4 separate regions of the Mus musculus genome follow, and all the other regions are linked to region 1. Evidence: chromatin contacts called from public ChIA-PET and HiChIP or PLAC-seq data. All regions are on one chromosome and are shown on one strand. Each heading gives the region's core, a stretch centred on a gene start, on an enhancer-like site or on the middle of the called end of the contact. The rest is flanking DNA. Distances are from core to core; before and after follow the strand shown. Region 1 has its middle 28 kb from the start of Aadacl2fm2. Region 2 holds the start of P2ry13 (purinergic receptor P2Y, G-protein coupled 13). Region 3 overlaps Med12l (mediator complex subunit 12-like). Region 4 holds the start of P2ry12 (purinergic receptor P2Y, G-protein coupled 12).

Region 1 (7,229 bases), core at 3,211-5,710:
CTTTATTTATATCTGTTGCATAAAACCAGTAATGATCTATTACAGGCTGGAATGCTTAATTCATTGACCATAAAGTGAGAGAAATAATCCAGATATAAGAAAGAAATATTTTATATTTTATACTTGATGATATGTATTGTTTCTTTTTTTTTGTTGTTTTTGTTTTTTGTTTTCTGTTATTATCCTTTGAAGGGCTGGATTAGTGCAAAGACAATGTGTGAATTTGGTTTTGTCGTGGAATACTTTGGTTTTTCCATCTATGGTAATTGAGAGTTTGGCTTGGTATAGTGGCTAGGCTATCATTGGAAAGAGAGGCCCATTGGTCTTACAAACTTTATATGCCTCAGTACAGGGGAATGCCAGGGCCAAGAAGTCCGAGTGGGTGTGTAGGGGAATGGGGGGAGGAGGGTATGGGGGACTTTTGGGATAGCATTGGAAATGCAAATGAAGAAAATACCTAATTAAAAAAAAAGATACTTGGACTCAGCACATTTTAATCCTTTTTATACAGTTTGGGACTACTACTTATGGAATGGTCCTGAGAGTTGGCAAGTCTTGGTATCTTAACTTACTGAATCCAAATTGTCCTTTGAAAGGCACGTCTAGAGAATAAATAATCCATCACAGGTAGGTCTAGAGGCTTATCTCCCAAGTGATCCCAGAGCCCATCATGATGGCAATTACAAAGAACCACCAAAGCACTGTAGAGTACTTTCACTTTTAACTGAATTTATAACTTTTCTGATATCTTTGTTACCAAAATGAGTGCTCATGAAAAATATTGAGAACCAGTGTCTGGGGCATATTTTATCTTCATCACTTCTACTACTTTGTTAGGTAAGAAGTATTCTTCTATTTTCTCAGGTTGATTTAGAAACAAATTTTTTTTCTAGACTGTCAGGGAACTAGGAGGGGTATGCTGTTGTTTAAACCTCCTTACATACCTAGATAATGCTGAAGATAAAATCAAAACTCAGTAAGAGGTGATCTACAAACAGGTCCATTGCCTACTCATGGGATTATCTAAAGTATCTTATCTTTGGCACCAACTTACATGAATATCTGAAATCCTAGGTTAGGTCACATCGCCTTAGGCAGATTTGATCAAATTCATGTAATAGGAGTTATCTGAAGCCCAGTGACATGCATTATAGCTCTATGTCAATAATATTTCATTGAGAATGCATAAATGAATGCCTCATTTGAATTTGATGAAACAGTCCTTCACCTCCTAGTTTGGAAAGCACAGTGATGTAAGAAAGCAGATAGGCCAACCCAGTTTCTCACGTTTTATAAATTAATTGTTGGGCTGGAACTGAGTCCAGAATCATATCAGTGGCCTAAGACAATCCCAGATATCTATAAATTTCCTTTTTTTTTGAAATTCTCATACATAACTTTAAGATATTGTATGGGAAGCAATATTTTCAGATAAGGAGAATCTTGTAAAACTTGTCTTTTCTGTGATACTCCTAATAAACACCTGTACTTTAGTGACTTAGTGCAGCTTCTCCTGTTTTCTCAGAAAATAGGACCACAGGAGGCTGTTTTATGGAGTCCTTCAACTACAAGGCAAGTAAATCATGGGTAGTCATTTCTTCTCAGTGTTTCCTTAGTTTAGGGGAACTAATGTACATGTACTTTTGTGAGACCCCAACTTAGAGTGTTTCTCCCTGGAAGGTAAAGCCCATGGATGTTCCCCAAGCTTGTTTTCCCTGATTTCTAAAAATACAGCCAGAAAGAAGCTCTTTGTTCTCTATAGCCAGCAAAAAGCCTTTTTGTTTGTATACTTTACAGCCAGAGATGCCTGCCTTCCTGTGCTGAGGACATGGAGATAAAAATTCAGAAAGAGCTCACTCCCCACTCCTGCCTTATAAATTTCATCAAGGACACCCCGAAGAAAAGAACTCTCTTCCCAACTCCTCCCAAGTCTTCCCAACTCCTCCCAACTCTTCCCAACTCTTCCCAACTCCTCCCAATTCTTCAGCTAGCTGTTAAAAGCCCCCTACTGTCACCACTCGGGGTCAAACTCCCCTGCCCTGCATGGCAGAGGGACTTCGTCCTCAGCTAGCTGATAATAAAACCTCTTGCAGTTTGCATCAGGTGTGGTTTTCTCTCGGGACACTGGGGTGCTGGCCAGCTCATTCCCGGACTTGAGCAGAGGCCCAGCTTTGGGGGTCTTACACTTTCATGCCTCTGTTTTCCCTTTTGCCTGTCTGCAACTAGCAGATCTTCATGCACTAGCTTTGTGGATAAGTTTTCTGTTTCATCAGTTTGTAAATTTTTTATAAACAATTTAAGATGAGCCTATATCAGATTGATTAATGTCTAACATTAATTAATGTAACTGTCTTTAGAGTCTGAATCAATGAAATGTCTAACATAATTAAAGTAAGGGGCTTACTTTAAGGGAAAGAAAATAATTAATTTGTCTTAAAAATGGGCAAGGGACTTGAGTAGACTTTTTTTTTTCACAGGGGGCACAGAATGTACAATTGGGCATGGGAACAACTATTGAATACTGCCAGTAACACGATGAATAAAATATAAAAGTTAAACAATAGGATTTCACTCTATACATGTGACAACAATTTAAAAACAAAAATATTTGTGACAATTTGAAGAAAAAGTAAACTACATTCTCCTTTATGGGAAGAAAAAAAATGAATATAACTGGTATGAAAAACTGGTTGAAACAGTTAACAAATAACAAAAAAAATACAATAGAATAGAGTTACTATATAATATAAACACCTTATTTCTGGGGATGTAAATTAATTAAAAGCAAGATGTAGTTTAAAGTTGTATTTGTACATGGAATCAATGTAGTGGGCCATTTTGGATGAATTATGATGTAAGACATAATTTTAACATGGAGAAGATTAGATCAAGTAAAATGTCAGACAGATAATACACCGAATTTAACTTTATTTTATATCATTTGACTAGCATGCAAAAAGCCCTAGCTTCAGTTCTCCTGCACTACAAAATATAAATACAAGGAAGTTGACCTCATAGCAGAGCACAGTGTGGTGTTCAGTGGGGTGTGGGGTGATGGGTATGGTTAAAACAAGATTCAGTGTGTAGAAAAATTTGGCAGCATTTTAGGAAAAATTTCAAGAGCCATGTGGTGAACAATGGTGGCTTTGGTTGTATTGATGAATATTGCTGAGGGTAGATTTTAAATGTTAATCAGTTTGAATTAACCAATTCCTAATATGTGCATTTGTCAAGAGACAATTATATAGTCCATAAACATAAGATTTATTACTGATAAATGCCACAATAAAATAAGGGAGATATACACTATTTAAGGCTGAAAAAAAATCTCAAATAACAAAACAAAAACAAAACCACGAAACACGAATGATAACATGGCATTAAATGGTAGATCATATCACATCTGATGTAACATTAATTCACTGTGGTTTCAGAGACAGTATGACACTTCTGAAGTTACTACTCATAATCTCTTTAGACAGAGAGTATTGCTACTGGTAACATCAAATTCCTATTCCTGGTCTTGACTAAGGGCTAAAATCCAGCAAATACTCTAACTCTTCCATTTTTTTTTTTATTTCAGTAAAGTTTTTTTTTTTTTTTTTTTTTTTTTGGTTTACATACTTAAAGAACAGATTATTAAAATAATGAGTCTGAGCAAACAAAGCTTGATGGGTGGGATCTAGTTTTCTGTGGATTCATGGTACAATCAACAATAAAACAAACAACCAGAAGTCACCACTGTTTTAATGAGAGGATATCAAGTCTGTGAAGCTTCATTAACTGCTAATCTAAAAGAGATGAGAGATATGTAGTGTGATGATTATAATGTCTCTAATCAGTACATGATAGTTTGTGTGATACCTGCTCAGGTTCAATTAATGTTAGCTGGATCCTTTAGTAATGTCATTACTTTAAAGAAGTCAATTAGAACCTTTTTTAAAAAAAGGATAAGAAAAGAATTCGCGATGATTTGTGTCTCATCATTAATGGAAGAGGGGAAGGTTGCTGATATAGTTTAGACTCATAGAGGTGAGCAAGAAAAACAGCAGGAAATGGTGCGGAAATTATCTGAAGGCTCTAAACCACTTACAAGTCTTATAGTTTCATTAAACATCATGGATGCTATTCATTGACTCTTAGAGTGGGAGAAACAGGAACACAAAACCACCCTTTTTAAGTGCTTTCTTCCAGCAAGAGGAAATAAATTTTAGTGAGTGTTGTTTTGTCAAAGGCAGTACATTTCTACTTCTCTGAAAGATAGTTTGTTTTTGATCATATGCGATAGTCTCCCTGTAACTGTTGTACCACAAGAAAAGAAGATTTGAGGGCACCCAGTCTTACTTCCATTAATCAACATTTCAGTTATTTCTGTGTTTGTAGATAGAAACAGGTATATAGTACTTACCACAGCAAGGGAACATGAAACAAAAGGGAGAGAGGTAGATTCCCCAGATGAGACACCCTAGAACCAAGTTAAATATACTTTTACACATTGTGGTTTCCCTTGTGCTCAAGGAACTTCTCTACTCAGGAAATCTGAAACACCTGACAGTGAACACTTTTTTACTTAGTAGAATCTGTTTACTTCTTTAAATGGTGAATAAAATAATCCATCTGCTAGCCTGTATCACCTCAGTGACCATCTTGGGGCAATAGGAGTTCATACAGGGCCCTTACATGAACCCTCTAAATTCCTAAGGTCAATAATGCATGATGCTAACAGGAATAGGGCATGAGAAAGCAGCCATTGTTTTCCTTTGTCCACTGGAGACCACCAAACCATCAGAAAACACTAGGCCTCAATACAACCAAACTCTTGAGTGTAACAGGTCCTCAGCACTTAGTAGGCCCTTAGCATAACTTACTAACTGATGGAAATGCCATTCAAGAAGTAAAACACATCATGTAGACAATACCACCAGCCAAACAACAACAAAAACCCTAACTCATCAAAGTTCATAATTCTGGAGCAGTTTCTTGCTTTTTGGTTTCTGTAGTTCTGCTTTTAGCTAACTGTTCTTGTTAACTGAAGTATTTTACGAAGTGAGAATTTCTGCTGTTGTTGGAGACTCAACTGTGCCTCGTGGTGTTTTTCTGAAAGTTGTTTTATGAGAAGATGTTTTGGTGAAGTAGATACGTGGTGTTTTTCTGGAAGATCTCTGGTGAAAACCACGTGATATGTTGCTGGAGTGGATGCTTGAGATGTCATGTGATGTATATATAAGCCAACACAACAGTGGAAGACACTCTGGCAAGGGTTCCCCTTACTTTCTTCCCTGGCCTTTACTTTTCTAGACATCATAGAAAGAAGTGCACAAGAGAACTGCTCACAGTATTCGAGCTCCTTGCCACTTTGGTGGATTTGAGTCAACAGGTGGAGCCTTGTTCTTTCTTCTGGACCAATCCACTGCTGCTGATTCATGTTTGGAGTTTTGCTAAGTGGACTAGACTGTAGACAACAAAGATTGGAACCATCCAAAGGAACTAAACAGGTATTTATCCCCTTTGTTCATTTAGCCATTTTCCTCTCCTACCTTTGGTTGGTGGGCTATACAGGATTTGAAACTTTTAAGAACACTTATTGAAGAAGGTTTTGAAAAATATAAGCCTACACTTTTAACTCAGGATACAGTTTTTGTGCTTTAAAGCTCACCCTGACAAAGGCTCAGGGCTACATTGGGGTCCTAAGCACTCAGTATTGTGGGATCATAAAAGGCAGTCTGTGAGGCTTGCTCTGGAGACCCAGTAGAAAATTCTACAAGTGATGGAACAGTGAGCTACATCCCCAGACACAAATACCTGATACCACAAACCCTCAACTCCATCATTCTGTGACCATCAGTCACATAGGCTGTCCAGACTCCTCCCCAGAGTTCCCCTGCAACAGCAAGGTAGCCCAGCCCACCATAAAAAGAGCTGCTTGGCCCATCCTCTCTCTTGCTTCTCTTGCTTTCTCTCTAGTCCTCTTGCTCCCTCTCTCGCCCTCTCTTCTCACCTCTCTCCATGTGGCATGGCTGCCCTTTGCCTCTCCTCTCCTCTCCTCTCCTCTCCTCTCCTCTCCTCTCCTCTCCTCTCCTCTCCTCTCCTCTCCTCTCCTCTCCTCTCCTCTCCCCTGGATCCTCTCCTCTCCTCTCCCCTGGATCCTCTCCTCTCCCCTGGATCCTCTCCTCTCCTCTCCTCTCCTCTCCTCTCCTCCTCTCCTCTCCTCTCCTCTCCTCTCCTCTCCCCTGGATCCTCTCCTCTCCTCTCCCCTGGATCCTCTCCTCTCCCCTGGATCCTCTCCTCTCCTCTCCTCTCCTCTCCTCTCCTCTCCTCTCCTCTCCTCTCCTCTCCTCTCCTCTCCTCTCCTCTCCTCTCCTCTCCTCTCCTCTCCCCTGGATCCTCTCCTCCTCTCCTCTCCTCTCCTCTCCTCTCCTCTCCTCTCCTCTCCTCTCCTCTCCTCTCCTCTCCTCTCCTCTCCTCTCCTCTCCTCTCCTCTCCTCTCCCCTGTATCCTCTCCTCTCCTCTCCTCTCCTCTCCTCTCCTCTCCTCTCCTCTCCTCTCCTCTCCTCTCCTCTCCTCTCCTCTCCTCTCCTCTCTCCTCTCCTCTCCCCTGGATCCTCTCTCTCCCCCGAATCCTCTCCTCTCCTCTCCCCTGGATCCTCTCCTCTCCTCTCCTCTCCTCTCCCCTGGAGACTGAGCCAGGGTTCTACAGTCTGTGAGGCCCAACACCCATCTCAGGGAAGTTCTGTGTGATCCTGCAGCAGTCTCCCTGAGCTCTGGTGGGACAGGGATCTCTCCCACCCCTTTATTTCCCCATGCCTGGTGCCCAACACAGTATATTCTCCAATTTGTTAATAAAGACTTTCTAGTGGCTTAAATATATATCTGAGCAGTCTTTCCTAATAGATACCTCACCACATTGAGCAGATTATTTGTTTTTCCTAAGTAAATCTGGGGGACATAAAATCTCAAACTCTTACCTTTTTTTTTTTTTTTTTTTTTTTTTTTTTTTTTTTTTTATGAATCAGAGCTGAACTCTCAAGGAAATCTGACACTTTCTTATTTTTAATGAATTCAAAAGTTAATTTTTTTGTGTGTTGGGCACTTTAATGGCTGCTTACTCTCCTCTAGCTCCTTAATATCACAACTGTTTCCTGAACATTGGGCCTGCAGCTTCCTTAAAATGATGTGTTCCCTAGACTAACTCTGGGATCATCCCCCCCAAAAAATACATATTCCACTTT
Region 2 (7,229 bases), core at 1,250-3,749, 490 kb before region 1:
AAATGAATCAGGCTTTGAAAAATCTTCCCACATGAATATTACTAATGCCAGGCCAACCATCCCCTTGCTCACATGCACTAAGGATAGTGTACAACAAACATCCCGTCTAGGATATCCTTACCCCATTTCTTTTGTAAAAATGTGTGATTTTGCTGTCTTTTTACGAACCCTGTTTTTGGGAAATGTGGCTAAGAATGAAAGCAGTTAATATAAGACAGTGTGTAGCAAGGAACCTAATTTATAGATAAACAGTGAGGGAAATAAGTATTTTCCAACAGGATGCAGATGCTGTTGCCCAGGAAGGTTTTGCTGACTAAACACTTCCCCTCTCTGGATTGCACATGGCTGTGAACTGGCTTTGCCTGTTGCATGTGCCTCTCTTCTGGTGCTCTGTTTAGATGTAGGAGCAGCCCTTTGCACTTGTAAGGAGGAAATCTTTTGAGATGCCTGGGGTTATTTTGACCAACCCACTTTGGTTCCTCAGACTGCATCTCTTTGAGCCCCCACCTTAGCCTTTCCACACAGGCACTGGATATGCAAGTTGGTTGGTTTCTGTTCACAAGTGTCAGCATTCTGAAGGCTGTAAAAGCCAGCCTGGTGTTTTAGGAATTATGTGTGTGAGAGATGGTGGGGTGGTAACTAGAAGGAAGATTTTTCAGGCAAACCTGTTTCCCATTAACCTTTTCCATAGTACATGAATGCCCTTGAAAAGGTGACATCTAGTGGCCATTTGCTGTATTACATGGTCTCTTAATTTATCCTGCTTATAAATACGTCTATGTGGTTAAAATGGGCATAATGTTTTTCCATACACTAGGATAATAAAATGTAGGGAACTGTTTGTTCCCCTCTTTTTTCCTGTAATGCTTAAATGAGGTCTCCACATAAATGATCTTTTGAAATCCCATCCATAAATAGACGTGAGGCCATGCGTGAAATTAACCTGTGGGACACAGTGGTCAGGCTAGGGTGATGTTGTCTGTCTGACTACTGTGGTGGTCTTCGCTTGATCCTGCTGTTCTTGCCTTTCCCCATCTCACACATGGCACCTTTTGTGTGAACTTCTTGCATAAAATTATGTATATTAAGGGGTCCATACAAATGTTAGTTGTTGCCAGAAAGAGAGTTGCTTCTTTAGCAATAAACAGCTGGTTTTCTAACCTACAGTCAGTCTTATTGGTGGTTTGACTGTAAGTGTATGGTATTCTGACAAAATGCAGTGGGGCAAAGCAGACAAAGAAGACAGCCATGACGATAAATACCTTCACCTCCAGCCGCTTGTGCCTGCTGTCCTTACTCCTAAACTTCCTATAGGAGTTGTACACCTTTTTGGTAATCACCGCATAAAACAGAAGCATCAGAATAAACACAGCCCAGAAAATGAACTGGCAGGTGTGACTGACCACCTGATGCCACCACAGCCCAAGGGGACTCTTCAAAGATGCACACTTCTTCACGGATGATGGCGTTGCCTCCTTGTTCAAGATCATGTTTGGCAGGGAGATGAAGAACATCAGGGACCAGACGGAAATGGAGACTGTTTTTGCGAAAGCCGTCTTTTTGACAAAGGTTTTCCTGAACGGCATGATGATCTTGAGGAACCTGTCGAAAGCGATGAGGCCCAGCATCATGATACCCACATACATCGTCTCATAGAAGACCACGGAGGAGAGCGTGCACACAAATCCTCGGAGCTGCCAGGGCGCAAGGTGTGAGTCGGAAAGGATTTTGAAAGGCAGCATGAGTGCCATTATCAAGTCTGCCACCAGAGTGTTCTTGAGGTAGACGATAAAGGTGGAATTGCTGGGGATGTGGACGAACACCCAGAGGGCCACGGTGTTCAGCAGGATGCCTGCCAGGAAGACCACAGTATAGAGAACCGGGAACAGCAGCTGTGTCATCCGAGTGTCCCTGGGGCACCGCTCAGACTTGTTGAAGCCCTGCATCCCAGTGGTGTTGATTGTCCCGAGCATCAGCTATTACACATAAACATGCACACAGAGAAAGATTACACATAAGCAGGCATACAAAGGAAGGTAAACAAAGGGTCCTTGTGGATTGGCAGATAACTACTTCTTGTAAAAACAAACTTACTATTTAACTCATTCAGCGGATTTGATTCTTTGGCTAGAGCTTTTTTGAGCACATAGCTTAGTTTTGTTGCTGTTGTTGTTTGGTTGGTTTTTGTTCAGTTTAGTTTTGTTTTATAAAGTCCTGTTAATGTCTACCCTTGTGAAGTCCAAATAGCAAGCACCAATCACTACACGGCGGTGACAGAACCTAATTTAAGATGTAAGAGTACAGGGTAGTGTGTCATGCGTTATGAAGTACCTTATGCTTGCAGCCCGTGATTACAGAATATTATATTTAGATTTCTAGAAAATTTAACCACCTTTTACCTTTTATAGCAAGCAAATTCATAAGAAAAATTAAACTGACCTTTGTTTTGGAAGAGACTCAGCTGTATGAGTTGTGGCAGTTACTAGCTCAACCCACGAATAGCTTGTGAAGTAAAGGTTCTGCTTTCTTATACTGCTTTTCCTTCCTCATTTCCCCTTGTGGGCTTCTGTAATACCCACATTTTCTAGAACCTCTTTGTCTTTAGACCTTTGGAGCATTTACCAGTAGTTATTGGTTGCGTGTTCTGAGTATTGAATCCAGTGCTGTCACCGGCTCTGCAGGCACGCCACCACGCCATATTCTTAACATGTGGTCTATTTTATTATATTAAATTATATGTGTAAGGGCGCATATGCATTCAGGTGCCCTCAGAGGCCAGAAGTGTTGGATTCCCTGGAGCTGGGGTCCAAGGTGACTGTGAGCTGCCTGGAGTGGGTGCCAGGAAAATCCCTTTAACCGCCGAACTATTTCTCTAGGCCCAGTGTTTTACTTTTTATTATTCACATTCAGCGACCTTATTGAATACTTCATATGTAATAGTAGGAGTTAAAATGATGAAGAAAATAGTATGAAATTACAATCAAGTAGGAGGAGAAGACTTGATCTGAAAATCAAATCATCTTCTGTCCCTTACAGCCTGGGCGTGCAAGAAGTTTGTATGTCTAAGGCTAGGCTTTGGTTGTTGGTTGCTTGTTTGTTTTGCTTTGTTTCCTTTCTTCAGACATTGCTGTTAGTCTTTTGATCCCTAGATCTGTGGCAGATTATGAGTCACATTTCCCAAGAAGTGGTAGCTATTATTCCTGGACCTCTGCATTATTCGGTATTATGTTTAAACAAATGTTTTAAGAGCTATATACCTCATTCTCTCATGTAGCAAGTTTGAAATCATCATCTACTTCATAGGAGTGTGGGGGAGGGGGACCGATGGACCGACCCAGGGCACATCAGTGAAAGCTAAACATGCCAGCCGCTCATTGCTTGGGTTCCTTGAATTGCCCAGTTTGAGTGGAGCTACAGTGTGGCACTTTTAGGAAGCCCTTTTGGGAAACCACCTCCATTCTTGAGACTTAGAGAAGTTTTGAATCAGGGCTGGCCTCAGATTGGTACAGTGTTTCGTTTTAAATCTCAGGGAGTGTGCAGAAAGTTACAATGTGTGACAGTCTGCTTCCCTGCCCGACAGATGAAGGGAAAGAGGAAATCAGATGATCCTGGGGAGGATGTGTGGTTCTCTATGGCAAGTTTCACTTCACCGTTCTTGCCACGCGCTTACCGTAGAGATGGACCGTCTTCAGGGTTTGGCTAACTAGTAATTCCTATATTACTTGGTTGAGAATTTGGAATCCATTGATTCCACATTTGAACATTTTAAAATGAAATGTACTGTGTTTCCAGGGAACGTTGGTTAACTCTAGGGAATAAATGGCACATTGTAAAAATTTTCTTTTTGGCTAAAATATGTTAGGATTTACTGATGTAATGCCCCTTAACTTAAATATATATCCTTTTGCTTTATAAGAGGATAAAAACCTAGCAAAATCAATATTTTAAAGTAGGTTTATTGTTAATTTTAACCATAAACACAGTCAATTTTAAATTTCTCAATAGCCCCCAATCCAATATAACATTGAAGGTCTGGAAATTTTTACTTTAAACAAGGGAAATTCTGTACAGGATAATTTCATAATATGAGAAGTAGAAATCACATTTTGGTCAAATTTCAAAATGCCAAATGTGGGAAACTTTGAAAAGAGGAACTGATCAGCAATGGACATTTCTAGGGTCACAAAGGTACATTCTTTTGGTTGTGAAATACATATTTATTGTGAGTGTGTGAGTGTGTGTGTATGTGTGTGTGTGTTTTCCTTCAGTGGGTTAGTTATATCTTTCCAACATGTGGGTTTCATGGATTGAGCTCTGCATGGTCATGGTTGGTCTTCTCTAGCTGAGTCATCTTCATAACTACTACACACTTGTTAAATGAGAGCTCCCCTTGGTAAGTTCCTTAGCTGATATTTGTTGGAAAGCCTGTTCCTCTTGGAAGGGCCTCTCTGCACGCTGCTCCCTAGGCCTGTGTGGAAGTGCCATCTCCAAGCTGCGGGCCGTAGCTCCAAGGGCTTGTCCACCTGTCGCTTTTTGTTCCCCTCATTTGGGAAGTTATTTATACTCACTCTGAAATACTTGCCCCCTTTTTATGATGAAATACACAACAGTGTCCTTTTCATATAGTTAGGGGTAAAAGAACGTCCATCATATGCTCACAGTGAGGCCTGTCATGGACGATGTCATGCGAGCTTCCTCAGTCAATGAAAAAGAAAATAGGAATACTGTGGGCTTATTAGTTCACGAAGGCCGGGAAGGAAGAACTAAAAAACAAAAAACAAACAAAAACAAACAAACAAACAAACAAACAAAAAAACCCCATGCATTGAAAAGTTTCAGTGTTTAGGAGCCTGCTGAATAATTTAAAGACTGGAATAAATTAAAGACTGGAATTCTAATATGCACTAAGAATAGACTCAAAGTAATAAAATAAAAATAGCTATGGTATTATAGGTAACTATGTTATCACAGCCCTTACAATAACAACATAGTCCAGTCTTATTTTAGATGTGAAAATCAAAATGAAGAAATTAAGCACCTTCCCAAAATAGTGTTAATAGAGACCACCACTAACTCACCACTGGCCCTAGAATTTGCACTTAGAGCCTGCCTTGTCCCAACCCCACCACACCCCTGAGAGAGCAGCTGGAGTGGTTCACTTCATCCTGAAGTCCTTATGCCAAGAGTCAATGATTGATACAGGAAAAAGAAGCTGAACGGACACTCAGTTCTGTCTGGTACACACTCAGGTCTAAGGTTAAATTTGTAAATTGTCCAACCAGTATGGTCAGATGGGACAAACTGGTCTGTAATGGAAGTTGCCTACACCTACTTCCTTTGCTAGACCTCCAGGATTCCTGAGCTGGATCAAGGCAAAGAGCAAAGGGACTTCTGGTGATGTAGTTAACATGCATCATATAATAACATTAGAAATGTTGAGATGTTTGCTTTCATTTTCACTAAGGATGTAAGTTGAAGTGGGAACTCAAATATTCCTAGGAGAGAACTCTTATTTACTCTGAAATCTACTGAGGTACTTTCCTTAGAGCATGTGAATTTTTTAAAACTTTCCAATTAGGGTAACCAAAAGTGATAATGAGTTAAATACACTATGTAGTTTACAAGCAGATGTCCTGAAGTGAAAATCAGTATTAGAAAAATCTCTTCAGAAACAGGCAATAAATTCACAGCAATACTTGAAATGCTTAATATTTAGTTACAAGGATTTTGTCATAAAAGAAAGCATATGTTTTAAAGATGAAATACATAGGAGATGACGCAGTAGGTAAAGCACTTGCCACACAAGCATGGAAGAATAAACTTAGATCTCCTGAGCCCATATAGAAGTAGACACAGTAATGTGTATATGTAATTCTGTCATTCGTATTGCGAGATTGGGGATATGGAAACAGAATTCCTTAGAAGCATGCAGAGTGGTTGGTCTGGTATATGCAGCAGTAAAAAGGAGACTCTATCTCAAACAAAATGACAAATGATGTCTGACACCTGAGGTTGTCCTTTGACACCTATATGTGTGTGATAGTGTACACAGGCCCACACTCACAAGGGGACATGCACACACACACACATACACACACACACACACACACACACACAAAACATACACACACACAAAACAACTATTTGAAAACTCTAAACACCAGTGTATAGATAGCAAGAAGTCATTTATATTTATACTAGTGTGTAAGTGTTCATGCTTATTTTAGTCTGTGTTAATTTTTGTCTTAGTCTATGTTAATACATAGACACTGATCATAATGATAAACACAACTTTCCCATATTTTGGTTAAGCTGTTACGGATGGACATTTAATTTGTTTGACTTTTTGAGTTGTTACTGCTGAACATATGTATTCAGGTTCTCTTGTATGTTTGTTTTAACATATTTGTAAGAATAGCTTGATCAAGTGTTAGGTATCAAATGTTATATGATATTTTCAAAAAGGTTTCTATAAGGAGTGTATCAATGTATAATCCCATTGAAGATAGAGTTCTCTAATCCTTATTAAAATATTTTAAGTCAATTTGAAAATTATAAGTAAAATACACTGTGCCATGTAAGTATAGATTTATAATGTATGGACGTAATTCCTTTTACTTTCATATTATCCACTCACTTTCCTTCTGGAAATCGCCTTCTAATCTTCTTCCCGTTTTGCTAAATCCATCTATTTCTTGGTGCTTATGATTACTGTTGTGTATCCATATCTTCAGTTCCCACTCGTGACACTAATCCCACCATGGCCATTGCTCACAAACTATGAATTGGCTGCAGGTGTGGCGAGAGGGTCTGTCTCTGATGTTTCATTTCTGTTGCTAGAGTAGTAATTCCAGGGTTGGCAGGTTCTTATTTTTTTAAAGGGCTATGGTTTTAGGTGATTCTGGCTGAATAATCTTCCTTGCCAGCCCTATTGTTGTGTCATGGAAGTCTTAGATATTCTGTCTGCACAGCATGGCTGTGTTCTTGGGAAGCCTTACTGTAGACATTGGGAATTTCCCCCTAAAGTTGGAGAAATCTTATTTTTTAAATTAAATTATTTATTTACTTTACATCCCAACCCTGGTTTTCCCTCCATCCTCTCCTTCTAGTCATCCCCTATCCCAAGTCACTCCTCCATTTCCCTTCAGAAAAGGGGAGTCCTCCATGGATGTCAGCCAACCCTGGCTTATCAAGTTGCAGTAAGACTACCAGCATCTTCTATTGATGCT
Region 3 (7,229 bases), core at 1,288-3,787, 470 kb before region 1:
ATTCCTCCCTTAAAAGCTCAAGCAGTGTACTTCCAGCCTTAACTTTTACAAATGACCCTTATAGACTTGGAAGCAGAACAAGCTTCATTTGTGAGTATTAGGTGTTTCCTTCAACACCTGTTTTTATTATGTAAGTATTTTTGCTTTATAGTAATTATTAATTCATAAAGGTAATTCCTAATATACTTATTATATAACATGCTGACCCAGCATCACTATTGGTGAAGGAGAAACTTTTTGATGATTTAATTAAAATACTGGGAAATTTAGAAGAAATCCATTGTTATTCAGTTAACATGTCAGTTTCTGATGACTCACACTTTTGAGTGATTTCCCTTTGGGGTCACCAGTATCTAGATTATATTGAAATTTTCAAATGATGTTTGTAAGAATGCTGATTTGTATATGTTTTGACTTCCACGGAAATACTAATTTCTAAGTAGAATCACATGAATTCATATGTGTTGCTGGAAAAAAACCTAAAACGAAAACAATCGAAGTGATATATCGAAGTGAAGCCTCACCCAGACTGTTGGTTGTGTGATTTTCCTTGCTTTTGTCTGAGCAGATCTCTAACAATGTGCTGGAACAAATCACAAGCTTTGCGTCTGGAACATCCTATCACCTCCCGTTGGCTCACCATATTCAGCTCATCTTTGATCTCATGGAGCCAGCGCTGAACATCAATGGGCTGATTGACTTTGCCATACAGGTGCCACAGAGACTATACTGTGCCTTTCTCACATTTAGGAAAGCAAACCAACCAGACACTAGAGTTTATCTTGCTTCTTCATACTCTTTATTTGTTGATTTAAAAACCAGGCTATCCCTTACTGTTGAGCTTGTCTGAACTTTCCATCTGAAGTGACCACCCTACTCAGCCCCCAAGTACCTAAGGCTACAAGCTTGTGACCTGGCTTACATTTATATGAAATATTTTTAGATTTATTTTATGTGCATGGGTGTCTTGCCTACAGATGTGCACTATGTGTGTGCCTGGTGCCTGCAGAGTTCAAAAGAGGGCATTGGCTCCCTTGGAAGGGCGTTACGGATACTTATGAGACATCTTGGGGGTGTTGGGTACTGAACATGGGTCCTCTGAAAGAGCAGCTAGTGGTACTTAACTACTGAGTCATCTCTCAAGCCTCTTATTTTTTAAACTTGCATAAATATGCAAAAATGTAGTTTTATGAAATACCATATGATGCCATAAAACATGTATATGTTATGTATATTCTTATAGCAAATTAAACATACCTATTCTTCAAACATCATTTCTTGATGGTAGAAACTGTCAAGAGTCCTTTTCCCTACGTTTGCTAGGTACAGTGCATCCTGTTACCTATAGCCGCCCTGCCATACATATTACACGTGAAGATATCTTGCTCCTGTAAGAACTTAGTCCCCACTGATTAACTTTCCCTAATCACTTCTCTGTCCCAACTCTCTTTGGCCTCTTGGAACTTCATGCCTTTGAACATGTGCCAGTTCTGTTACATTAAAACTATTTAAGCTGGGCAGTGGTGGCACGTGCCTTTAATCCCAGCACTTGGGAGGCCGAGGCAGGCAGATTTCTGAGTTTGAGGCCAGCCTGGTCTACAGAGTGAGTTCCAGGACAGCCAGGGCTACACAGAGAAACCCTGTCTCGAAAAAAACAAAACCAAAAAACAAAACAAAACAAAATCCCTAAAACAAAACAAATAAAACAAAACTATTTTAAGCACCTAGTACATTTTAAAGTGTTTGAGACATTTTGAGTTAATAGTTTTACTGTTAAGCTATAGTTGGTGTTAGTAATACACAACTTATTTAAAACTATGTATACGTGAAAGATGTTTTTGTTTTGGTGTCGGTTGTTGTTACCTTATTATTTTGCGTTGGGAATAAGGAAATGATATATTCTCTCTAGTAGAGTTAAGCAGTGAAAAGCACAAATGATTGTTAAAATACTCTTTATAATTTCATTTGTCCCACTGTAGTTACACACATTTTAGATCATTTATTCCTTGTGTTAATAAATAGACATTAGGTTTGATTTTTTTCTATTGTACAGTTACTCCAAGCTTTATAAATAAGAATGTAGTTATTATAGTTATCAGTTGTGTTGCATTGAAAGGAAAAAAAAAAAAAGAAGCACAACAACCAAAATGAAAAAGAAAAAAAGAAAAAAAGGAAAAAAAATTAAATAAAGAATGGGGTTGTTTATTAAACGCTTAGTTCCAGGCTCTGGGCTTTCAGAAAGTTTTGGTGACTGTTTCAGCACTGACTACATCCTGGTTGGGTGCATGCTGGTGTCTAGACAGAAAAACATTCGTTTAAATTAGTAAAGGCTTAAAAGTAAATGCCAGCAAAAGCTTGTGTGCTTTCTGATTCCGTAGCGTATAGGAAATGTGCACTAGGGGTTCACTGAACGGTTTCCCTGTTTGTCTTCTTCCCTCCCCTCCAACCCTCCCTTCACCCCCCCCCCAACCCCACTTCTGCTGCAGCTGCTGAATGAACTGAGTGTGGTGGAAGCAGAGCTCCTCTTGAAGTCTTCTAGCCTGGCAGGAAGTTACACTACAGGACTATGTGTCTGCATTGTGGCCGTGCTCAGGCGGTACCATAGTTGCCTGATCCTAAATCCTGATCAGACAGCCCAGGTGTTTGAAGGGTGGGTATATAAGTAGCAATGTTTTTGTTTTTTGTTTGTTTGTTTGTTTGTTTGTTTGTTTGTTTTTCTTATCCTAAAAGGTAGAATTCATAGTGAAATACAGTGCATTTGGGAGAAAAATTATACTGAGTTCTAAAAAAGTATTTTTGTTTAGACTGTTGGTCTGAAGTTTTGATACCACTCATTTTGAAGTTTTAGATGTCTTATTAAAGTTTCAATGAAAACATCCCAACAATGGTCTTACCAAAATATTTTGTAGAGAAAGAGATATAAATGGAGGAAGTGTGTTTGATTTTTTTTTTTTTCTACTTACTTACTGGCTTCCTCTTCACCTCCTGGTCATGCACAGCTCTCTTCTCATTTATGCCGCCCAACAACTTACTGCGAGCAGTGAATACTGGGATCTGGTCATCTATTTTCAGTGTACTTTTGAAAAAACAATCAGACACTACATAGTCCTTGCAACACTGCAAGGATTCTTTGCACTGTAGAAACTTGGCCATCTTCTTTCTGACTCATGAAAGTTGTTCGTCTGAGTGTCTAACGGACAAAAGCTTCTGCTGTCGCTCATAAAGTCGGGCTAAGGAACTGTCTGCAAGAGGCTGTGCTTAAAAGGCCAGGGAAATGCAGGGAGCTCTGTGCAAACATCGTGTTGCCTGCTCCTCACCTGCATTTCTAGGGCCTTTTATTAAAAAAAAAAAAAGACAACCTATTCTTTATTCCTCTGTCTCCTCATTTGTCTTCTTGGTTTTCACCCATCCCCTCTGTAACCTTACACATGCATTTAATTTATAAACAGTATTTCTCTAGTGGCATCTACTTTGCAGAGGCTTTTCTTTGATTTACATGTACATCTAACTTAAGAAGTAGAATATTACAAGCCTCAAAAGCTTTACAGTGAGAGAAGGTGTGTATTTATGTGAGGCCTCGCTCTTTTATATCGTTCGACAGGTGAAGAGTTTGGAAGTGATGTGCCCCATATTCATTACACAGCTAGTATATGTTGCAAATTGAAGTTGACTCCTTACTGTTTTTTCAGCACTATTCTTTTAAAATCATTCAATTTTAAAATAATAATTCATTTAACAACACATTCACTGATCATGAACTCATACATACTTAGTTGGAAAAAGTGTTTTTGTTTGGTTGTTCTTTGATTGTTAGTTTGAAATTGTTTTAATATTTTAACATTTAAAATATTAACTTAAATACTCATAAAATTATATTTGGCTTAACTTTGTTATATTTTTACCTTATTTATAATGCCCTAGTTTGCTCGTTGTTGCTACGGTAAACGCTGTGACCAAATTCAACTTTATCAAAGGTTGTTTTTTTGTTTTTTGTTTTTTTGTTTTGTTTTGTTTTTCAGTTTATAGCCTGTAGTTGTATCATTGAAGCACACCAGGACCAGAGCTCGAGGAAAAACTCTGGATGCAGGAACTTACTGGCATGCTCCCTTTGCCTTGGTCAGCTAGCTATCCTATACAACCCAGGTCTGCCTGCCTAGAGATGGCACAGGCTACAGGAAACTGGACCCTCCCTTGTGAAGCAGAAATAAAGCACGTCTGTCCCCCCCCCCCCCCCCCCGTCATTCCCAAGTGACTCAGGTTGTGTCACATAGATAGCTGTCTTAACTATTGACACACCGTATGACTTTTTTTTTTTCAAAATCACAATCCCCCCCTTAATGTGACTGAGAGTATCAGACCACAGTCCAAGGCTTTAGTCTTAGAAAGTGAAAACTACTGTAAGATGGACGCACCTACCCATTTGCATTTGTTTACTTTAGTCGCAGGATAAGTCTTTACTTTCCATGCTCTGTTGGGATTTGTTTGCTTCTGCATACCCAGCAGATTCAGGTGTTGCTTCCCTCTTAAACGATGGTTCCATTGTCTGTACCTGTTGCCCCCCCCCCTTTTTAAAAAACATTCCATTTAAAAAATCTTTTTATTTTTTTTCCCTCCCTCAACTCTTCCCAGTTATCCCCTTTATCAGGCCCTTCCCTCCAAATCCACTCCTTTTCCATTTTCCTTCAGAAAAGAGCAGGCCTCCCAGGGATATCAAATGATCAAGTTACAACACAACTAGGCACATCCCTTATATCAAAGCGGACAAGGTTAACTCAGTGGGAGAAAATGGGTCCCAAAAGCAGGCAAAAGAGTCAGAGATAGCATGCACTCCTGCTATAAGGAATCCTACCAGAACACCTAGTTACACACCGTAACATATATGCAGGGGACCTAGATCCGACTCATCCAGGTTGCTTAATTGCTGGTTCAGTCTCTGTCAGCCCCCATGAGCACTGCTTAGTTGATTATGTAGGCCATGTTCTTGCGGTGTGCTTGATCCCTCTATCTTTTTTTTTTTCCATTTTTTATTAGGTATTTAGCTCATTTACATTTCCAATGCTATACCAAAAGTCCCCCATATCCACCCACCCCCACTCCCCTGCCCACCCACTCCCCCTTTTTGGCCCTGGTGTTCCCCTGTACTGGGGCATATAAAGTTTGCAAGTCCAATGGGCCTCTCTTTCCAGTGATGGCCGACTAGGCCATCTTTTGATATATATGCAGCTAGAGTCAAGAGCTCCGGGGTACTGGTTAGTTCATAATGTTGATCCACCTATAGGGTTGCAGATCCCTTTAGCTCCTTGGCTACTTTCTCTAGCTCCTCCATTGGGAGCCCTATGATCCATCCATTAGCTGACTGTGATCATCCACTTCTGTGTTTTCTAGGCCCCGGCATAGTCTCACAAGAGACAGCTACATCTGGGTCCTTTCAATAAAATCTTGCTAGTGTATGCAATGGTTTGACCCCTCTATCTTCTCCTGTCCTTTCTCCCTCCTCTTCTTCTGCGTGATTCCCCGTGTTCTTCCTAATCTTTGGCTATGGGTCTCTGTATCTGGCCCCATTAGTTGCCGGGTGAATCCTCTCTGATGACAGTTATGCTAGGCTCCGATCAATAGCAGAATTATCCTTAGGAATCATTTCATTCCCTACTTTTTTCCAGTTGTGTTTGGTTCTGTCCTAGGTCTCTGGGCTATCTAGCCTCTGGTTCTTGGCCACCCAGGCAGTTCAGGTGTGGGCTTCTCATAGAGTGGCTCTTAAGCTGGACCAGTCACTGGTTGGCCACTCCCAAAAGTTCTGTGTCACCTTTACCCCAGGACATCTTGTAAGCAAGACAAATTGTAGGTGGACGATTTGTGGCTGGATCGGTGTCCCAGTCCTGCCTCTGGACGCCTTGCCTGGTTGCGGAAGATAGCCAGTTCAGGCTCCAAATCTCCTATTACTAGGAGTCTTCGCTAGGGTCTCCCTTGTAGATTCCAGGGAGTTTTCATTGCACTATATTTCCACCTTGCCCCTCAAATGCCCCCCCCCATAGTTATCTTTCCCAGTACTCTCTCCTAGTACTCCATCCCACACCTGATCCCTCCTGTTCCCATGCCCATCTCCCCTCAGTCCCTTGCAAAATCTTCTGTTTCCTCTGCGCAGGGAGGTCCACGTGTCTTTCCTTGTTACTCAGCCTCTCTGGGTCTGTGGATTGTAGCGTGATTGTCTTTTACTTTACAGCTAATATCCACTTATGAGTGAGTACACACCTCAATAGGACAAAACAGCAGTCTACAGAATAGGAAAAGATATCCACCAACTCTATCTAACCGAGAGCTTACATCTAAAATATATAAAAGAACTCAAGAAACTAAACATCAACAAACCAAATTATCCAATTTAAAAATGGGGTACAGTTCTAAACAGAACTTTCAACAGAGGAATATCAAATGAAAAAAAAATATCAAATGAGAAAAAAAAAGTTCAACATCCTTAGTCATCAGGGAAATACAAATCAAAATGATCTAGAGATTCTATCTTATACTGTCAGAATCACTATGGTAACAAACAAACAAACAAACAAACAAACAAAAACCCCACAAGTGACAGCTCATGCTGGTGAGGATGTGGAGCAAGGGGAGCACTCCTCCATTGCTGGTGGGAGCACCAACTTGTACAGCCACTATTGAAGTCACTGTGGTTGTTTCTCAGAATCTACCTCAAGAACCACTTCTGGACATATGCTCAAAAGATGCTGCCTCCTACCACATGGACACTTGCTCAACTATGTTTATTGTGGCTTTCTTCATAATAGCCAGAAACTGGAAATAACCTAGATGTCCCTTAACCAAAAACTAGATAAAGAAAATATGGTACATTTATACAATAAAGTATTAGTTCGCTGTTAGAAAAAAAAATGACATCATAAAATTTGCAGGCAAATGGATGGAATAATAACAACAACAAATCATCCCGAGTGAGGTAACCCAGACAAACAGCATGTTGTCCTCCTTTATAATTACCAAGTTCCCCATCAGGTGACATCCTTCAGACTACCTGGGATATTGCACTGCGGTTCCTTATTTTCCTGGCATCCATGTCTGATGCTGGAGAATGCCTGTCCCTAGTGGGCCTGAACATTGCAGACTACCACCTCTTGATCTTCCTTATCTTCTGAATAATGGAGAGTGGTCCACTATGCACCCAGCCTCCCCTTTCCTTTCTCTGTTCAGGTCACCTAATAGCCTTC
Region 4 (7,229 bases), core at 1,260-3,759, 440 kb before region 1:
TGTGGCCTTTTTCCGTGTGTGTGTGTGTGTGTGTGTGTGTGTGTGTGTGTAAGACTTTCTTCTCCCAGCTACCCAGGAAATTATAAAATAACTGGGATTTTGTCTGTCTGGAAGAAGAGGAAGAGTAAAAAAAAAAAATAACTTTGTTAATGTTTAAGCTAAGAAGTGTTAGCTGTTACTGTAGAGCTTCATTTTAAACCTGTAAAAGTCGTCATAGCAAAGAACAAAGGGATTTCTGTTGTTACTCTTTGTTTTTTCCCAATCTTAGATTTTAAGTAACTGGAGGGAAGAAAGATACCAAGATGATACGAAAGCCCGCCAGATGATGCATGAGGCCCTACAGCTCCGCCTGAATCTGGTAAGGATGTGGCAGACCCATTTCTGTCACACCTCTCTCTGTGTGAAAGTAATACCAGCTTTCAACATCTGTGGACAGAATCTGCATGACAGAGGGAAGCCTTCCTCTTTCTCACTCTGTACCTACTTCCTTTTCTCTTAAACCTTCTGTTTCCTTAGCTGCCGTCCTTCCTGTCTGGGTTGAATTCTAGACAGTAGAGTTGTAAGCACCTATTTGTGTTTTCCACCAGGGAGTAGAGGCTCCATCTGGCAGATCTCTCCTCCTCCTCCTGTGCAGTGCTAAGGGGAGGTCCGACAAACCTTTAATAGGAGTGTTGGCTTTCACTGTGTTCTATTTTACAACCACAGAAATCTGTCAACTCTCAATTTTTCTCAGAGACATTCTGTTAAATTGATCAGAAAAAAAAAAGACAAATCTCACAAGAATATTTTACAGAAATCTGAAAGTTTCAGCATGTTTTGTATTCCCTTAAATTTCCTCTTGACAAATCCTGAACGTGCCCTGGGCAATTGCTTTTCTGGCTTTTGGCAATCTGACCTCCCTGGGCAGTTGTTCACCTCACCTTCAGCACTCTGACCTCCTCCCAGGAGCTGGCAGACCTGTGGCAATACCTTCTCCTCCTCATTCCTTCCACGTTAAAGGGCATCTCCAGGGATATTATAGTGGCAGGCTCAGATGCAATAATAATCGAATATCACACAATTGCAGGTGATGAGACAGAGTTTTGATGCTATTCAGGTTTAACTGCAGTTATGTCTAAAACTAAGTACCATGAGAGACTGATGAGAAGAGAAAGGTAATTTTGTGACTGCCCACATTCAAGTGTTACACTTTCTGTTAAGTTTTGAATGCCTAGCCTCTGTGGAAAGAACCATAAACAGTGATAACCACATAGCTAGAAGAGACAGTTGTAGGATAATCCATAGTGTGGCTAGCAAGAACCAGTTCTTAACATCACTTCTGGTTTAACAAATCAACATTTGGGCACATATGGTAATAGGGGTAGCAATACAAAATCTTTATCATATTTTGTATGCTAGGTAGGAGGAATGTTTGACACGGTACAGCGGAGCACGCAGGGGACCACCGACTGGGCCCTCCTACTCCTCCAGATAATTACTTCGGGAACTGTTGACATGCACACTAACAAGTATGTTGGGTTTTTGTTTTGTTTTATTTTGTTTTTTATCATTTTATACCTTTTTTTTTCCCCTGCATGCATGCATGGTACAAGCTTTTGTCTACTGACAGGAAATTCTGCCACTTACTGATTTAGCTGTCATTAAAAACTTAGCACTTTCAGTAGAAATGCTTAGGCAATTCTGTGTGTCCGGGTTTTGTTTGTGAGAATAAAATGGGGTTTTCTTTCTTCTCAGTGAATTATTCACAACGGTTCTTGACATGCTGGGTGTTTTAATCAATGGAACCCTGGCTTCTGACCTATCAAGTGCTTCCCCCGGGGGATCAGAAGAGAACAAACGTGCATACATGAACTTAGTAAAGAAACTGAAAGTAAGCTTGTGATCAGCCTCTACTCTGAAATCATGTTGTTTATGGATTATTGTCTTAATTTCCTCCTCATTAATCTACATGTGTAGCTGATTCAGCAGATTGTGGTTATTTGTTATCTTACCTACTCTGTCAGTCCTTCAAAATTACAAGCATGATATTTGAACGATTTTTTTCTCTGAAAAGGTGTGCTCAAATAAAATGTGTTTTAATTTTTAAGGATTTTAAAAATGCATTATCAGATATCTAACCAAAACTCCAGTGTCAGATTTCCTTTGAACCCATGCTTGGATTTACACATGCAAGTGGGAAAAAAAAAAATGAGCTCTGCATTGAATTTGTAAATCCACTAACAGTCCTGGACATGAACGGCAAATAGACATTGCAAATACATAATCTGAAGACGTTACAGTAAAAAAGCTGATGGTTACCTTGCACTGTGACCCTGGATACGGGAAAGTGTCCGTGCGGCAGCTCCTGCTGTGTGACAGCAAATGACACTGGCGTTTTGTCATTTCAGCACTCTGATTTGTCATGGAGAACAAGACTGCCTTTGTGTGCACCCTGATTTTCTACTTGAATAGAAGAAATGAAACATTTCACCAGTCCAATTTGCAGCTGTTCCATAGACTGCGCTAAGGACTAAAGACATACTAGCCCTAAAAAAAAGGAAATGTGTCACTGGGGAACTTCCTTCTTGTTAGCTTTTGCTTCATTGTAAAGTCAGAATTTTTGCCTCACTTCTCTCTTGCTTTTACATTTTTCCCCCCTCTTTCTTCTAGAAAGAACTAGGAGACAAGAGGTCAGAAAGCATTGACAAAGTTCGACAGTTGCTGCCTTTGCCAAAGCAGACCTGCGATGTCATCACGTGTGAACCCATGGGTTCTTTGATCGATACAAAGGGAAACAAAATTGCTGGATTTGACTCTATTGATAAAAAACAGGCAAGAGTAAATGTTTTTTCCCACATATATAAATATATCTAGTTATAGAAGCCAAGTGACTTTTCTTAATTTTCAGTGGTATAATTTTTGTCATCAAAGCACAATAGCTATTGGCATTGCAAAAAGAAAAAGAAAAAAGCCATTATCTTCAAAGATCTCCCAATTAAAATGCTTATCTGGACTTCAGGGCATTTCTAGAATCTACCAAAAACTTAAGTAACAGCTTAGCATAAGAAATAAAAGTAAAATAAAATTATTATTTTACATCAGGATAGGAAACAAGCTATGTTTATATAAGAAAATGTGTGCTGATAAGAATTTTCATTTGCTGAGTAAGCAGTATTTAGTAAAACTTGTGTTACAACACTACGTAGTCTCTAAGAAGCAGTATTAGATGGGCATTTGCTTTCTATACAACGCTTTGGAAGGTTCTTTAAAATAACAGAAAGGCCAGCCTGAGTAGCCATTGGCACTGCAGCAATGGAGATGGTGGAGGGAATCCCTGCCCTTAGGGGGAAGTAGATGCACTTTTACATGCAACGGGACGTGCAGGTCAGGTCATGATGGCACCAACGGGGAACGGTTTAAGTCACACAGGCAGAGGTAGTCAGAACAGGGGTCCTACAATAGTGGACACACAGACCATCCTGACGGACTAAGTATACAGAAAAGTATAGGACAGGTGGGGAAAGTTTAAGGAAAGGCAAGAAAGGTGACTGTTAAGAGGAAAAACCATGCCACCAGAATTCAGAGTTAACTCAAATGCCATAGCAGTGTGGCCATGGGAGGGGAAAACCAGAAGTCACAATAAGGGTGACTTGGGCTTCTTTCAGAAGGCATCCAGGAGCCATTTAGATGTGAGTTCTACTCAGGAGAACGATTTCATCACATGGCAGACAGCAGTGGGTGGTGACATTACTGGTAGTGTCAGAAGAAGTCACACTTAAAGAGGAAGACAGACAAAAACAGATATGCTCACATGGGGGGCGGGGTACCTTGGCCGTTTTGAGGAGAAATGTCTTTAAATAGGTATACTTGCAAAATTACTAAGAAATGTTACCCATTAGTATTACAAATAAAAGCATGCTATTTTTCAGAAACAAAATTGAATTCCTTACCTGGATTCAGTAAAGATACCTTGGAATTGAAAGACTTAATTTGTGTTGTACCTGTTTCTGTAATTAATTTTCTCCCAAAAAATTTTATTCAGAGAAAGCCACATACATGTACATGAAATATATACTAAATTGAGTTCATACATCAGAGGCAGACTATATATTGACTTTTAAATCTTGTATAATACTAAAAATAATGGATTCCTGAGATGGTTCTAACAGCAACTTTACAGGATACTTGAGAGATTATATTTTCTACAACATACTTGAATGAGAATGTCATTTTATACTAAAATATTTTAGCTCACTTTTAGATGCCTTAAGGAGTGTCAGGTGGTACAGAGCACTGGAGAACTGAACTTGCAAAGTCCTGAACCCCAGTTCACACTGCTTAGATGAACATTCCTGTCTACTGAGTTCCCTTAGCTCGTTCCAACCTTCCAACCGCACGCTTTCAAGCTTGCCCTGTGGGTTGGGGACAGGCCAGGTTGTGTTGTCACAGAACATTCTTTTCCCACAGGGTCTCCAGGTCTCTACGAAGCAGAAAGTGTCCCCATGGGACCTGTTTGAGGGTCAGAAGAACCCAGCCCCGCTGTCCTGGGCCTGGTTCGGCACTGTCCGTGTGGACCGGAAGGTGATCAAGTATGAGGAGCAGCAGCACTTCCTTCTGTACCACACGCACACCATGCCCAAGCCCCGAAGCTACTACCTCGAGCCGCTGCCCCTACCTCCTGAGGAGGAAGAGGAAGAACTCACGTCTCCAGTTTCTCAGGAACCAGAAAGGAAATCAGCTGAGCTGTCAGATCAAGGAAAAGCTACAGCTGATGAAGAGAAGAAGACAAAGGGAAGGAAGCGTAAGACAAAATCGAGCTCACGCATCGATGTGAGTGGGGGGTGTAAGGAAAAGACGGGGTCATGGGCACCTAGTGTGGGATTTACCTACGGCCGAACTCTACACCTAGAAACATTACAAAGAATGCTAGCAGCTTTCTTACGTAGAGTTTCCTAACAAGTGTCTGTACTAACGAATGAATTCTCATAGGTGACAGGTAGAAAGCTTTTCATTTCCCACTGACCACTTTTTTGGGGGGTGGGGGTAGGGGTTTTTGGAGGAGATGTGGGATTTGTTTCTACATAACCCCAGTTGCCCTGGAACTGCTTTGTAAACCAGCCTGGCCCCAACTCAGAGATCTGCCAGCTTCTGCCACACCTGGTTCACTCTATGCTTTTAACTTCAAACTTCAGTAATGAGTAATATTATTGAGTTAATAAGCTTCATAATTTCCCCGGGTTTGAAACTTTTAAAGAAGAATATGATTCTACTTTCTTAAGCACCTTTATTAATAAGTATGCCTAAATATTTTATTTTGAACAATTGGTGTTTGCAGTGAATTAACATTTTAGAGTTCCTTCTACTTTTCTCTGAATGAATTTCTATCTGATTTACCCAAAAGGAGTGATCCTAAGATTTCGTTCTTTGCCATTGTATCAAATACCCCCCCTGTTATTCTTTAACCTATTTTCAGATTTTATAAAGAGATAAAATAAACCTAGTGTAAAATCATCTCTCACTCTTCCTCTCACTTTTTAAATACTTGATATCTACTAGATAATTCAGAAATTATTTTATTGTATATGAGATGCATTATTTAAGATAGCTTTCTTATTTGAAATTATTTGGGTTTCCTTTAGAGAAAGTTTCAGAACATTTTCTGTAGAATGCAAGGATGTTCTTGATTGGCAGAGAGGAGGCACTCCGCAGAGTTCACGAGCAGTTGTCCTTACATTTACCTGTGCCAACACTGAATTGTGCTTATTCTTGGAGGATAGCTTGGTGATTAATACTTTTAGAGATGGCTGCTGTCACTTTCAGAGGCCACTTCAGTACTAGTGCCTTCTCTCAAACCTGGGACTCCCTGGCTCTCCAAGCCACATGGCTGAGGGTGACTTTTCACATGCAAAAGCCTTACCTAAATATATTTACAGTCCTCCTCCTGAAGTTACCTCTTCCTGGTCAGATTACATCTTTTTGTAAAATCAAAGGATACTGGGAATTTCATTGTCCTTCATCCTCTAGGGCCAAGCTAGAGAAAGGATGGGTGATGAGGGAGTTGAGACTTTCTGGTATGATCTTTGGGTCTGTGCTATGAGGAGAAGAAGGCACTTGGGGAATGGCTATTTTAAGTGCTGCTTTGAAAATTGTGGGTAAGATACGATTGAGGCCTTGATATGATAGCACTATGGGGTTTTCTTACTCAGTTCTTATCCTAACCCATGGTAAGGCCTTCCAAGATGAGGCCAGCAGGAGACTGCAGCCGTTGTCTTCTTTCAGTTATAGGCATTGTTCAGTGTTAGTATTAGATAATTCACTTCGATATTATTATCATCATCATCATCAATGTCTGCTGTAAGGAACATACTTTTTTCTTTCTTTTTTTGGTGATTTTGGTGGAAAGATGGTAACATAGATTGAAGTTAGGGCCTTATATGTGTTAAGTGAATATTATTGAGCTAAGTACTTTTTAAATCAAAGAAAAAAATTAATTTGAATGAGCATTTTTAAGGAAATGGGTCACCATTTATATTCTCTCCCCTTTCATACAAAAATAGCCTTGAGTTCTGGGACAGGATCATCTCACGTAACTGAATAAGAAGAACTTATATTGATTAATCATGTGTGGCATATTCAAGTTAATTTGTTTCTTAACGTTTCTGTTGAAGGAGTATCAACAGACCAACTTATACCGAGTGCCTCCCAATTACTCCCCCATGTCCTCCCAAATGACGCATCATCCGCAACCTGCACTGTGGGGTTACAACCTGGTGAGCCAGCCTCAGCAGCCTAGCTTTTTCCTCCAGAATCCGTCTCTGAATCCAGGTGGGTATGAGACAGGTAACACCGAGAGACCATTCTGAGCAGCGACGTGAGGTTCTCCTTGCTTATAACCTTTATCCTCTACAGGATGGGGGTTTCTGGTACTCGATTCACATTTTCATAACCCACAACCCTAACAATTTGTTTTTCTTCTCCGAGATTAGATGAGGCTGCAGCTAGACCCAGTGGCGTGCTTCTGTTGTCTCAGCTACTACAGTAGAGGAGAATAGGACAGGAAAATCACTGAGCGTTGGCAACATAGCAAGAGCTTGTCTCCTTAAGGAATGTTCATAAGTAGCTGATTACAGGCATGGATTGTAGAATTTGTCAGAAGGAGATTGAGCTGCCTAAAGTCTGAGCTACTAGACATAAAGTTGATAAGTCTCATGTTTATAAAACGTGTGTATGTTTTTATTGGCTGTAATTCC

What was found. ChIA-PET counts read pairs in DNA pulled down with a chosen protein or histone mark. HiChIP or PLAC-seq counts read pairs in DNA pulled down with a chosen protein or histone mark.
Region 2: a contact with region 1 is called in a BATF HiChIP or PLAC-seq map of CD8 T cells, with 20 read pairs. The contact joins the promoter of P2ry13 here to the enhancer-like site in region 1. A contact is called at or near these places in 2 of 39 promoter capture datasets (embryonic stem cells and stem cell-derived epiblast-like cells), 1 of 15 datasets of contacts at CTCF or cohesin (CD8 T cells), 6 of 115 datasets of contacts at active chromatin or transcription factors (CD8 T cells, T-cell acute lymphoblastic leukemia, bone marrow-derived macrophages and 3 more) and 2 of 9 other capture datasets (embryonic stem cells and liver).
Region 3: a contact with region 1 is called in an RNA polymerase II ChIA-PET map of memory CD8 T cells, with 5 times the contacts expected there. The contact joins two enhancer-like sites. A contact is called at or near these places in 1 of 15 datasets of contacts at CTCF or cohesin (CD8 T cells) and 3 of 115 datasets of contacts at active chromatin or transcription factors (CD8 T cells, effector CD8 T cells and memory CD8 T cells).
Region 4: an RNA polymerase II ChIA-PET map of memory CD8 T cells shows a contact between it and region 1, with 32 read pairs. The contact joins the promoter of P2ry12 here to the enhancer-like site in region 1. A contact is called at or near these places in 5 of 39 promoter capture datasets (the 3T3-L1 cell line, embryonic stem cells and liver), 1 of 484 Hi-C or Micro-C datasets (CD8 T cells), 3 of 115 datasets of contacts at active chromatin or transcription factors (CD8 T cells, effector CD8 T cells and memory CD8 T cells) and 1 of 9 other capture datasets (embryonic stem cells).

Annotation. Positions count from the first base shown.
Region 1 is chr3:59,698,426-59,705,654 of GRCm38.p6, forward strand. No RefSeq gene overlaps it. Among named protein-coding and RNA genes, the nearest start is that of Aadacl2fm2, 28 kb to the right of the region's middle. Within about 2 kb of position 4,461, at least 21 of the 459 cell types and tissues checked have an H3K27ac peak or open chromatin away from gene starts, as enhancers often do. A contact at or near this core is called in CD8 T cells, effector CD8 T cells and memory CD8 T cells, where this site is marked.
Region 2 is chr3:59,208,383-59,215,611 of GRCm38.p6, forward strand. P2ry13 (purinergic receptor P2Y, G-protein coupled 13) reads right to left here and starts at 2,500. Exons shown (of 2, transcript NM_028808.3): 1 at 2,440-2,500; 2 at 1-1,976. The coding sequence starts at 1,973. The coding sequence ends at 960. The region is part of intron 15 of Med12l (mediator complex subunit 12-like); the gene reads left to right.
Region 3 is chr3:59,232,559-59,239,787 of GRCm38.p6, forward strand. Med12l (mediator complex subunit 12-like) reads left to right here. Exons shown (of 44, transcript NM_177855.3): 18 at 569-712; 19 at 2,487-2,650. All of the region lies in intron 1 of P2ry12 (purinergic receptor P2Y, G-protein coupled 12), which reads right to left. Among named protein-coding and RNA genes, the nearest start is that of P2ry13, 25 kb to the left of the region's middle. Within about 2 kb of position 2,538, at least 54 of the 459 cell types and tissues checked have an H3K27ac peak or open chromatin away from gene starts, as enhancers often do. A contact at or near this core is called in CD8 T cells, effector CD8 T cells and memory CD8 T cells, where this site is marked.
Region 4 is chr3:59,260,476-59,267,704 of GRCm38.p6, forward strand. P2ry12 (purinergic receptor P2Y, G-protein coupled 12) reads right to left here and starts at 2,510. Exons shown (of 5, transcript NM_001357008.1): 1 at 2,299-2,510. Med12l (mediator complex subunit 12-like) reads left to right here. Exons shown (of 44, transcript NM_177855.3): 32 at 269-358; 33 at 1,399-1,508; 34 at 1,735-1,870; 35 at 2,650-2,811; 36 at 4,447-4,809; 37 at 6,648-6,804.